3 separate regions of the Mus musculus genome follow, and all the other regions are linked to region 3. The links are chromatin contacts, called in public HiChIP or PLAC-seq maps. All regions are on one chromosome and are shown on one strand. The core of a region is the stretch at or near the end of the contact, and the rest is flanking DNA. Distances in the headings are between cores, read along the strand shown.

Region 1 (3,706 bases), core at 814-3,313, 93 kb before region 3:
TTTATCAAAAATGCTGAGGAGTTCTCAGTGTGGCGCGCCAGCTCTTTGAGCTGTGTGCGGACCGACGACCCTCAGTGCTCAATCCTTGCTGACTATCAAAGCCACAGGGGCAGCTTTTGGAAGGGCGCATTTATCATTCCTGATTCTGATTCAAGAGCTTTGGGGTGGAGACCTGCAATCTAAAACACTCACCAGGTGATTCCGGCACGCTTGGGGCAGGATTTGACTGGCTGTGCACCAGCCTTTCCAGGCCTTGCAAGCTAGAATAAATATCAAGAATATTTCCCATTGCCTTAACTCTTAGAATCCCCAATGATGGTTGGTGGGACAAATCACTGGGGAAAGGTGCTCGCTGCTGTGCCTGAAGAAAGGCAGGGTAGGAGAGGATGACTCCCATGAATTGTCCTCGAACCTTCATATGTGCACACGCCTCCCCTCCCCCCTAAAGACACACTTACAAAACAGACAGATGTAAAAATTTGTCTTAATTTTTAAAACAGGGTTCCTCTGTATCCTTGGCTGTCCTGGAACTCACTCTGCAAACCAGGCTGGCCTCGAACTCATAGATCCACCTGCCTCCGCCTCACGAGTGCTGGGAGCAAAGGCGTGCGCCATGATCTCCTAGCTTTGCGTTTTGAATTTGGTTGGTGTGTGTGTGTATTTGTATTTGGCTTTGTTTATGAGACATAGTCACTTTTGGCTGGCCTGGAACTCACCATATAGACCAGGTAAGCTCCTAACTCATAGAGATCCACCTTCCTCTGTCCTCTAAGTACTGTGATTAAAGGTTTGCACTACCGTGCCTAACTCAAAAACATTTTTTTTTTTTTTTAAAAAGGCAGGCTGGAGAGGTCAGGCATAGTGCCCTAAGCCTTTAATCCCAGTGTTTCAGAAGCAGAGGAAAGCAGATATTTGAGCTACAGGCCAGCATAGTGCCTTTCAGGCCCACCAGGGCACACAAGTGAGATCCTAACTTAAAAAAAAATATCCAGGCTGAGGGTCCCTGGAGAGATGTGAGTTCAGTTCCCAATATCCCTTTCTGGCTGCTAATAGCATAATATATAATATAAAATAATATAATATAATATAATAATTTCAGCCTCCACAGGCATTACAATCATGTGCACAAACCCATAGGCACAAACATATGCATGTAATTAAAAATATTTAAAAACAAAACAAATCCCCAATGACATCCTAACTTTAAGGTTATTGTAGAATATGACCTTGCCTTTCCAGTTCCTTTTTAGTTATGAGTCACACATATTTCTGTGCCTGTAACAAAGACTCCTCAGGCAGACCTGTGTTTGCTAACAACTTCCTTCATTCAGTTCACTCCCGTAATCTTCTCAGCAGCCAGGCCCCTGCAAGAAGCCACTATTATCCCCATCGGAGATAAGGATCCAGAGGCTGAGAGAAGCGTCCAGGAGGGAAAACAGAAAGAGGAAGCCTGGTGCTCACCTGCTGACTCTGGGCGGTCTTTTGAGAAAAGCCATTTGAGGCAGGGGGAGGCAGGACTTAAACTAGCATCCAGGAGGCCCTGGGTTAAATTCTCCGCACTAAATAAACCAGGTGTGTTGGCATATACCTGTAATCCCAGCACTTGGGAGACAGAGACAGAAGGACCATCATCACGATCATCCCCAGCAACAGTGCCAGTTCAAGTCCAACCTGGGATACATAAGAACTTGCCTCAATAAAAAATTAATAACAATAAATTAAATTAAATTAAAAAACCCTTACCAACTACAGAAAAGCCTTCACCATCTTCATACAGTCAACATATAACTGTGCACACTGGACAGCATGTCAGGTGTAGGCAGAAGACTTTTAGAAAGTCTTGCCCTGAGCTTCACAGTACAGTGGGGGAGGGGCAAGGGGCATCTTCTAGAATTTGCTTAATCCGATAGATATCCCATCATCTACTGGCTAGATCTTCACATCTCCGCTTCAGACTCAGAAACTTTTCACTTGAATTAGAGCTCAGAGGAACCCCAGTGGGAGTGGCAGTCTAAGGCGGGCACTCTTTGAAGGCCGCCACAGAGGATGTGGCTCATAAAGCAGAGCGTGGAAGGACCAAAAAGATTCCACTAAGCGGAGAGCAGGGCATTCTGGGTCTGTGGTAGTGTGTGAAGAGTCTTCTAACAAAAGACTGCAAGGGCTTATGTGCTGCTGGGGATGTGGACCAGTGGATGGAGGTAGGGACCAGGAGGAGACCTAACTGCATACAGCATACTACACAGGGCTTAAAAGGAACCAAGCAAGGCTGCCCTGCCTTCATGCAGAAGGGCCTCAGGACTGGATGTGGATTTAGAAAGATAACGCTACCCCAGGGCAGAGGATGGACAGATCCCAGACTAACACCAAACTGAGGCCTGCTTCTGGGAGCTTTGGAGGCAGGTGGGTTGCTGGGCTGTTGGGCAAGTCCCTAACTTCTTTAAAACTTCACCTTGTTTATTTTATATGGAAGGAATCTGCCCTCTGGGCCACTGTGTAAACAAAGTGAGGCCAGGCTCCTGGGTACAAAATTCTTGAACAGGATCAGGCAGTCTGACAACATGGTGGTAGGCAGAGACCACAGGCTAGCTCTCAGGTTTCTAAGTGGGTAGGTGAAGACTGGGCGAGGGCCCACTTCACCAGTCCGTCTTGGGGCACAGGAGGAGGAACTACCGTTTTCCCCCACCCCCTAGAGTTGTGCTTAGGGTGGCATCTGAAGCCCAGGAGATGGAATTACAGGGAACGCCAATCCATGGGGCACAACCAGGGGAAGAAGCGGAGGGGTGATTGCTTTGTCCAGAATGAATGCTCTAGCTCAAGGTTGCTGGGAGCGGAGAGGCATTCAACAAAGCCAATTGCATGCCAGGCGCAACCTTGGGGCCTGAAACCGGAATAAAAAGACCATCCACGGAGAGTTCACGTTGTCATGGGGGAAAGAACTAGTCAATAAGTCCCACAGACTGAGCGCTGGAAAACACCCATGGGAGAAGGAGAGACGCTGAATACCCAGGGGTATCTTACCCCACACCAGCTCTTAGGAGTCAGGCAACATTTGAGCCCGACACCTGAAATTACGAGACCTTTAACCGAGGGCTCTGTAAGTGCAAGGCTCAGGTGAGCCTTTTAAGTGTGTATCCTATTTAATCCTCAGCACCCAATGAGGCAGGTATTATCATTATCCCGACCTTAGAAATACCATAGCCAAACTATAGCTGCTGAGCTACTTGCTAAACAGTTAGTAAAGCTGGAGAAAGAGCCTTTGGCCCAGGCAGGCCAGGCACAGATAGAACCTGAGCTCATAGACTGTCTTGTTTATGAAAAATATGTAGACCAAACAAGTCCACCCAGGAATATTGCCCGGACATATTAGCAGTGTTGTAATATTACTTCCAGGGTGGATGCTTCATAGAGACTTAAGCAAAATGGAGTCAGTCAGTGACTGGGGACAAAGGATGTCATGGATGACACGGTTCTGGTTTGGTTTTGTTTGTTTTGATCTGCAAATACACCACTCAAAAGCTATCATGGGGAGAAGAAATCACCCCACAGTGCCTCAGCCTCTAGCAAGCAGCAACACCTTCGGGAGCTGGTCTATCTGGAGTAAAGTCTCCATTGTAGATAACATAGCACGGCTTCACAAACCGCGAAGACTCAGGGCTGGACAGCTCAGGGGTACAGTACTTCCTTGTTAAGAGTGAGACTCTGGGTT
Region 2 (3,541 bases), core at 983-3,482, 130 kb before region 3:
GGAAGCTGGCCTTCTGAAAACTGTGTTGGCCAGGGACTGGCAACGCACAAAGCCTCCAAGACAAGAGTCAGCATAGTAAATGGTGCAGTGCAATACCCTGGGAGCCGAATCCTCAGATGGCCAACAGACCACACAAAAGAACGGTCACGGTGGAGATGGGAGCCATCCCTGCAGCCAGCCTGTGTGCATTCAGTAGGTCCCTCAGCAGAAGTGTCTTGGGCTCTGGGGACCTAGCATCAGAGTATGGTGGAGAAGCAGCAGAGGCAGAAGATGCCCACCACCACTGCAAACAGATACCACCTCCAAGCCATACTTTCCCCAAGCACAAGCTGGGGGATCTTTTAGTGAAATGGAACAATATATTCACAGCCACATGAAATATTAAAAGGTCCATCGAGTCTTATTCATAAAGGCTGATCCTGGCTGTCATTTTACTATGGTGCAAGGCCTGGACCAGTCACCTCTGTGTGTTAATCCCATGTGATCCTCAATGTCCACAGCATTGTTAGCACTGTGTGAAAGATGAACGTGACACAGTCATACAAGTGTGAAGGGACAGAATCCACACTCCAATCTGCCTGACTTGTCTCCAGAGCTCATGTCACTGTTGTGTGACCTACACCGCCCTTCTCTTCTTCCCCACGTCTTCAGTTTCACCTCAGCTTCCTGCCATGCCTTTTTTCTGAAAGTAACTTTCAGCCTCACTTGTACAGCAGTGTCCCTCGACCTGTGAGTCGCGACCCCCTTTCACAGGGGTCATCTAAGACCATCCGAAAGCATACTTACATTATAACTCATAGCAGTAGCAAAACGACAGTTATGAAGTAGCAGTGAGGTAATTTTGTGGCTGAGGGGGGTCACCACAATATGATTCTAGAAGTGTATCAAAGGGGCGTGGCATTAGGAAGGTTGAGAACGGCTGTTACAGAGGAAGGGCGGGAACATCTGCAGCTCTCCCCTGTAGGTCAGCTTGACTCTAATGGTGGGCCTCCCTAAGGCTTTCCATGTTAAAACAAAACAAACAACAACAGAACAGCCCACCTTAAACCTTGGCTGACTATTTAATTTGTTGTCCAAACGCTGATCAGCGGTTCTCAGCCTTCCTGATGCGGCTACCCTTTAATACACTTCATATTGTGGTGACCACCAACCATAAAATTATTTTCGTTGCTACTTTATGACTGTAATTTTGCTGCTGTTATGAATCATAATATAAATATCTGATATGTGGGATATCTGATATACGACCACAGGTGAAGAACCGCTTCCTCAGACAATGGAAGGGGAAGCTGGGCATGATGGATCAGCTGTAATCCTTGCGATGCTGAGGCAGGGGGATCAAGACCAGCCTAGGCTGCACAGTAAGACCCTGTCTCCAGGGTGGGCAGAGAAGGGGGTGCCAACAGCAGCCACTCCTTCTTGACACCTGACTTTTTTTTTCAAGTCATAAAGGGAAGAGTGTGCAAATGTGTCATGACACACGTGTAGAGGTCAGAGGTCAGCTTCAGGACGATTTATCCTTCCACTTGTATATGGGTTCCAGGGCTCCAACTCCGCTTGTCAGCCCTGCCCAGCAAGGGCTTTTACCTGCTAAAGCATCTTGAAGGCCCTACTGTCTCCCCCTAGGGGAGACATATTTAGAGGTTATCTGAGAGGACAAAATAATCAAAGTTCTTTCTCTGCTTAGTCATCAATCATCACGGAAAACATCTGTGAACAGGTGCGTGCAGGTGGGGTGGGGAGGCGGGCAGGATCTATACAGCCAGTCACGAGTAGGCCCCGAATCAGACAACAGCTCAGTCCTGCAACTCACTTTGGATATGACACCATTCAGCCGGTCACCGTGTCAGATCCCACACGTTGAAGACACTTTGGTCCCAGGCTCCCCACATCCCGTGCCAGTCGCTATGGATCGTTTTTGAGTTGTGCTTCTAACCAACTACAACTCAGCTGTGCTAGTCAGTGCTATTCAGGCTCACGGTGCCTGGGAAGAGACACCGTGGTGACCACAGCAACTCTTATGAAGGAAAAAGTCTCGTTGGGGCTGGCTTACAATTCAGAGGTCCGTTATCGTCATAGTGGGAAGCGCGGCTGCATGCAGGCAGAAATGGTGAAGGAGATGTAGCTGAGAGTTCTACATCCGGATTGGCAGGCAGCCGGAAGAGAGAGCCACACTGAGCCTGTCTTGAGCTTCTGAAACTCAAAGCTCCTCCCCCTTCCCCCAGTGACACACCTCCTCAAAAAGGCCACACCTACTCCAACAAGGCCACACCTCCTCATAGGGCCACGCCCTGTGAGCCTCTGGAGGTCATTTCCTTTCAAACCACCACACCAGCTGTGCCTCCCTCCTCCTGTTTGGCTAATCTGCTGGTGTTGCAAGTAAGGAAACAGGCTTGCTGGCTTACTGTAGAACTAGGTAACAGATGAAGGGACGCACAGGGCTCAGGGCATAGTCAAGACAGGGGTTTGAGGGAAAGCCAGCTTCCAGGTGCTTAGAACAGCCAGCCATCTATCTCATGGCTCTCCGAACTCAGGTCTTTGTGGAATGTTCACTACGTAGGCATGACTGAGTTCGTGACTGAGTTGATCACTGGTAACAAATTTGCAGCCTCTCTCGCTTCCTTCCCTGCGCTTTCCCGGTGCCCAGGCCCCATCCCAAAGCCAGTAATTAGCTCAGTAGCAACCAAAACCAAACAAACAAAAATCTCACATTTATCATAGGTTTACTCCTCAACATTACTCGTTTCCTGAGCGCGGTTCAGGCACACTAGGCAGGATGGTGTGAGGGAGCATTTGTTGAACATATGAGGTGCTGGGTACCATCCAAACATTGCCTAGAAAAAAGTCTAGTCAAGATAGCACATGTATCCCATCAGCTGCGGTGATTTTCAATATGGAGCAGAGCCTACCGCAGGTGGGCTTGACCCAAATGGCCCTGCTGCAGGAAAACGGCTCCTATTTTGTCGCCCCAAGCACAGCCTGACTGTGTTTCTGATCTTAGTGCATTTTGAGGACAAAATGTTCGGGGCTTCAGGAAAGTGTATGAGCAGAAACTGTCTGCACCTAAAATGGCCACCAGAGCAACAGCCAGACAACATTTAACCGCATTGTAATCTATCTGCCGGCTAAATGGCATACTCTCCAGCACGATGCCTGTTGACAATTGCCATGGTAACCGTGGCAGGGAACTATAAAAGGAACAAAAAGAGACTGCCTTAAGGTTCCCAGAAAAGAGATGAATAAATATCTTCACTACCCATCACCCTTATCAGCACCTCATTTTTAAAATCTTTTTTTTTAATTTACCTTTATTTTATGTGCATTGGTGTTTTGCCTGCATGTATGTCTGTGTGAGAGTGCTGATCTTGGAGTTACAGACAGTTGTGAGCTGCCATGTGGGTGCTGGAATTTGAACTGGCGTCTTCTGGAAGAATAGCTAACGCCCTCACCTGCTGATCCATCTCTCCAGCACTTTCTTCCCCTCATTTTTGATACCGTATCTATAACCTCCCTTTGTCCCCGTTTCTCTTGTTCTTGTTGA
Region 3 (3,719 bases), core at 108-2,607:
GTAGGAGGCCAGAGGAAGAAGTCAAGTCCACTGCTGAATCACTCTCTCTTATTTGCTCTTGAGACAAAGTTGCTCGAAGAACCTGGAGCTATGCTGCTGTCTTCCAGCCCCTCACTCTCTCAAGCACTTGGAGGGGTGTTTTATAGATGCATCTAAACATGTCCAGCTTCTAAAAATGGGTCTTGGGAATATGGACTCCAGCCCTCAAGCTATAGCGAGTGCTCTTACCCACTCCCAGACCCGCTTCCAGGTTTTTCTCAGCACCACTCTACATTTATTTATATATAATACATTTCCCTCTGTTTATAAGAGAATCAAAGAAGTAGGGGCTGAAGAGAGGACAGGAAGAACTCGGGCGTATCTCAGATTTTTCTTACACAGAAACGGAAGCTTGCTGAGCTGATGAGATTGTACCACCTCAGTGTCTCCACTTGGTGAATACAAAGCAGCAGAGACCTGGTACAGGTAGGATTCTCCCATGGATTCAGGAAAGTATGCGGGTGATGCCTCCAAATGCCATCTCTGCCAGCCACGGCCAGCCCTCTACTAACCTCGGCGGCCATAGCTTCTGCTTTTCTTTTCCTTGCCTGAGAGCGAAGTCATGCTCACCCTAAACTCAACAGTTTCTCTTTGATCCTGTCCTTTAAAGCTCAAACCATTTTAACAGAGGAGTCCTTCTCTTTAAAAAACCAACTGTATTAGTCAGGGTTCTCTAGAGTCACAGAACTTATGGATAATTTCTAAATAGTAAAGGAATTTATTGATGACTTACAGTCGGCAGCCCAATTCCCAACAATGGTTCAGTCGCAGCTGTGAATGGAAGTCCAAGGATCTAGCAGTTACTCAGTCTCACGCAGCAAGCAGGCGAAGGAGCAAGAGCAAGAGCTAGACTCCCTACTTCCAATGTCCTTATATTGTCTCCAGCAGAAGGTGGAGCCCAGATTAAAGGTGTGTTCCACCACACCTTTAATCCCAGATGAAAGGCGTAGCCCAGATTAAGGGTGTGTTCCTTAAACTCGGAGATTCAATCTTCTGGAATCCATAGCCACTATGGCTCAAGATCTTCAAACCAAGATCCAGATAAGGATCTCCAAGCCTCCAGATAAGGGTCACTGGTGAGCCTTCCAATTCCGGATTGTAGTTCATTCCAAATATTGTCAAGTTGACAACCAGGAATAGCCACTATACCAACCAATGGCAGACGTTATTGACAAACTGGATTCTTTTTTTTGGAAGTGCTTTCAGACTCTGAAAATGAGAACAAACCATCTGACCCGGCACAGTTAGTAAGACGCGGAGGGCTTGCTCATGCCTTCTGTTAGTGGGAAGCCCGATAACATCTATTTCCCTCTCTCTGCTACAGCCTCCTCTTCAGAAGAGAAACTCTCACGTGCACGGCAAAGCCCTCACATCCTGCCGGGTTGCCACATTTCAGTACCCCCGGCCCCGCTCCTCGAATTCCGGTGGTGAAGTTATCCTATATCCATCTCACATCTTGCAAGGGACCATGGCAAGGTTTGACAAAAGCGGGGAATTCCTGTGAACATCTGCCCCGGGGAAAGGATTGTCCTCAGGTTTGCCAGCAGGAGCCGGCTTCTCTCAGAAAATGCCTGGTTTGTGAATCACCCGGAACAACTACAGGTTATAACTGACTGAACCTAACTTTCTTTGCTATCTTAGAAGCCACCTGGAAAGCAGAAATGGGAATGGAATTGACCATCTGTATCCTTACTAAGGGACAAACTCCCCAAGTGCCTTTTTCTCTCCCCTCGGACTTGGACATCTTCCTTTTTTTTTTTTTTTTCTTTTCTCCTTTTAAAAGATTTATATATTTTATGTATGTGAGTATACTGTCTCTGTTTTTGGACATCCCAGAAGCATCAGATCCCATTACAGATGATTGTGAGCCACCACGTGGTTGCTGGGAATTGAACTCAGGACCTCGGGAAGAGCAGATAGTGCTTTTAATGGCTGAGCCATCTCTCCAGCCCTAGACAGTTTCTTTTTATAAGTTAGCTGGAACACTTAAAAAGTGGAAGCCATTGGATGGCATGAAGTCTCTCTCTCTCTCTCTCTCTCTCTGTGTGTGTGTGTGTGTGTGTGTGTGTGTGTGTGTGTGTTTCTTTCTTTTTCTTTTTTCCAGATAAGATTTCTCTGTATACTCCTGTCTATCTGTCCTGGAACACGCTCTGTAGACCAGGCTAGCCTCAAACTCACAGAGATCCTCCTGCCTCTTTCTCCCAAGGGCTGGGATCAAAGGTGTGCAGCCCAACCTCAGGGCACATAAAGGTATTTCTAAGCATCTTTACAACCACCCTTGGCTATAGATGACACACGGCTGTGCCATGAACATCAGAGCTTTGTAGCTGTGCATTCATTGAGGTGCATCATAACCAAGATTCAGAACGTTAAGTTACAATTTCATCCCCAGAGTCACCGAGTTCCTGTAAACTGCATGGAACAGTACTTCCTTTTTGATTGCTTTTCAGAGTGAATGAAGAAGAGGAAGAGAGGATCGTGGCTTATCATAGAGTTCACACAGGAAGGACACAGCAGGCGTTGTGTTTGATAGACAGTCCTTTTGACCCCTGTCAGGGGAGGCATTGGTAAAGCGAAACACAGCCTCGCCACTGACTGTGAGCCCTGTCTGTCCACCCGTAACTCTGGGAATGAGGGAAGCAAAGCCAATTCCAGAGGTGCAGACAAAGAGTACCCTCCCCACGGAGCCCGCATGATAAGTGGCCCCAGAGAGCATCCCTGTGATCAGTCAGAGAGGCAGGCAAGTTATTAGCTTAGCCCTGAACCTCCCACTTAATGTAGGACCAGTGGTGATGTTTAACAGACCCTGGCCGCGGTGACAAGCCTGGGACCTGCTCGAGGAAATCCAATTGAAAGGCAGCCAAGAGGAACAACAAGCTAGAAACAGATGTTCTGGCCACCAGGATGTACACACATTTAACCTGAACGTGTGGCTGGAGGGATATAGCCAAGAGCGCTCACTCTCAATACAGGGGTGTCATCTCTTCCCCAATATACCGATTGTCAAGTTCAATTACAACCATCCACATTTGTTTTGTCAAATTTTTAGCAGTTCCTTTAAAATAAGATGTCAAACTGATAATAACAGCTATTCAAGGAATTCAAGAAACTTGATTTATCTACTGGGTTTTACTAAAACATTTCAGTAAAGTCACACACTCCAGTTTCACAGTAACTGAAAATTATTATTAGTTTTTTAAAGCCACCTGGACGAAGTTCAGCTCAGCTAAGCATTCTGTGTCTTAGCGGCACTTATTGAAACATCTGTTAGGAGTTCCGTTTCTGTCCGTCCTTGTTTAGTCAGTTCTTGTCACTTAAAGCGCGGGGAAGGTACACTGGTAAACACAAACAGAGATCCTCAAACACGAGTGTTGCAAGTCAGTTAATGCGACCTGGACACAGATGGGAACACCTGAACATCAGCAATATGTCTGTCACTCTCCTTTGAAAACATTCTCCAACAGGCCTTGTAAAAGGCCGACAGGCTCACTGTCTTGATTTTTCTCAAGGAAGAAAAACCCATACGCACTCCAATGGATCCTAACCAGATCTAATATAGAACAGCTGCGCGCTTATGAACGCATGGGGAAGATTGAAAAGCACAGATTAACGCATCCCAGAAAAGGAGCCAGGTGACCCTCCACACCCTTGACATTGTGTGTGTGTGTGTGTGTGTGTGT

The links. HiChIP or PLAC-seq counts read pairs in DNA pulled down with a chosen protein or histone mark.
Region 1: a contact with region 3 is called in a BATF HiChIP or PLAC-seq map of CD8 T cells, with 11 read pairs. The contact joins two enhancer-like sites. A contact is called at or near these places in 1 of 15 datasets of contacts at CTCF or cohesin (CD8 T cells), 20 of 484 Hi-C or Micro-C datasets (CD4 T cells, CD8 T cells, the HPC-7 cell line and 9 more) and 15 of 115 datasets of contacts at active chromatin or transcription factors (CD8 T cells, the HPC-7 cell line, the SCID.adh cell line and 6 more).
Region 2: a contact with region 3 is called in a BATF HiChIP or PLAC-seq map of CD8 T cells, with 6 read pairs. The contact joins two enhancer-like sites. A contact is called at or near these places in 1 of 39 promoter capture datasets (the HPC-7 cell line), 1 of 15 datasets of contacts at CTCF or cohesin (CD8 T cells), 5 of 484 Hi-C or Micro-C datasets (the G1E-ER4 cell line, embryonic stem cells and nephron progenitors) and 14 of 115 datasets of contacts at active chromatin or transcription factors (CD8 T cells, T-cell acute lymphoblastic leukemia, bone marrow-derived macrophages and 7 more).

The regions. Positions count from the first base shown.
Region 1 is chr1:136,671,093-136,674,798 of GRCm38.p6, reverse strand. It overlaps Gm41958. Among named protein-coding and RNA genes, the nearest start is that of Gm34056, 10 kb to the right of the region's middle. Within about 2 kb of position 2,063, at least 63 of the 459 cell types and tissues checked have an H3K27ac peak or open chromatin away from gene starts, as enhancers often do. A contact at or near this core is called in CD8 T cells, the SCID.adh cell line, bone marrow-derived macrophages and 2 more, where this site is marked.
Region 2 is chr1:136,706,277-136,709,817 of GRCm38.p6, reverse strand. All of the region lies in intron 2 of Platr22 (pluripotency associated transcript 22), which reads right to left. Among named protein-coding and RNA genes, the nearest start is that of Platr22, 12 kb to the right of the region's middle. Within about 2 kb of position 2,232, at least 73 of the 459 cell types and tissues checked have an H3K27ac peak or open chromatin away from gene starts, as enhancers often do. A contact at or near this core is called in CD8 T cells, where this site is marked.
Region 3 is chr1:136,577,244-136,580,962 of GRCm38.p6, reverse strand. No RefSeq gene overlaps it. Among named protein-coding and RNA genes, the nearest start is that of Zfp281, 46 kb to the left of the region's middle. Within about 2 kb of position 1,357, at least 57 of the 459 cell types and tissues checked have an H3K27ac peak or open chromatin away from gene starts, as enhancers often do. A contact at or near this core is called in CD8 T cells, the SCID.adh cell line, bone marrow-derived macrophages and 2 more, where this site is marked.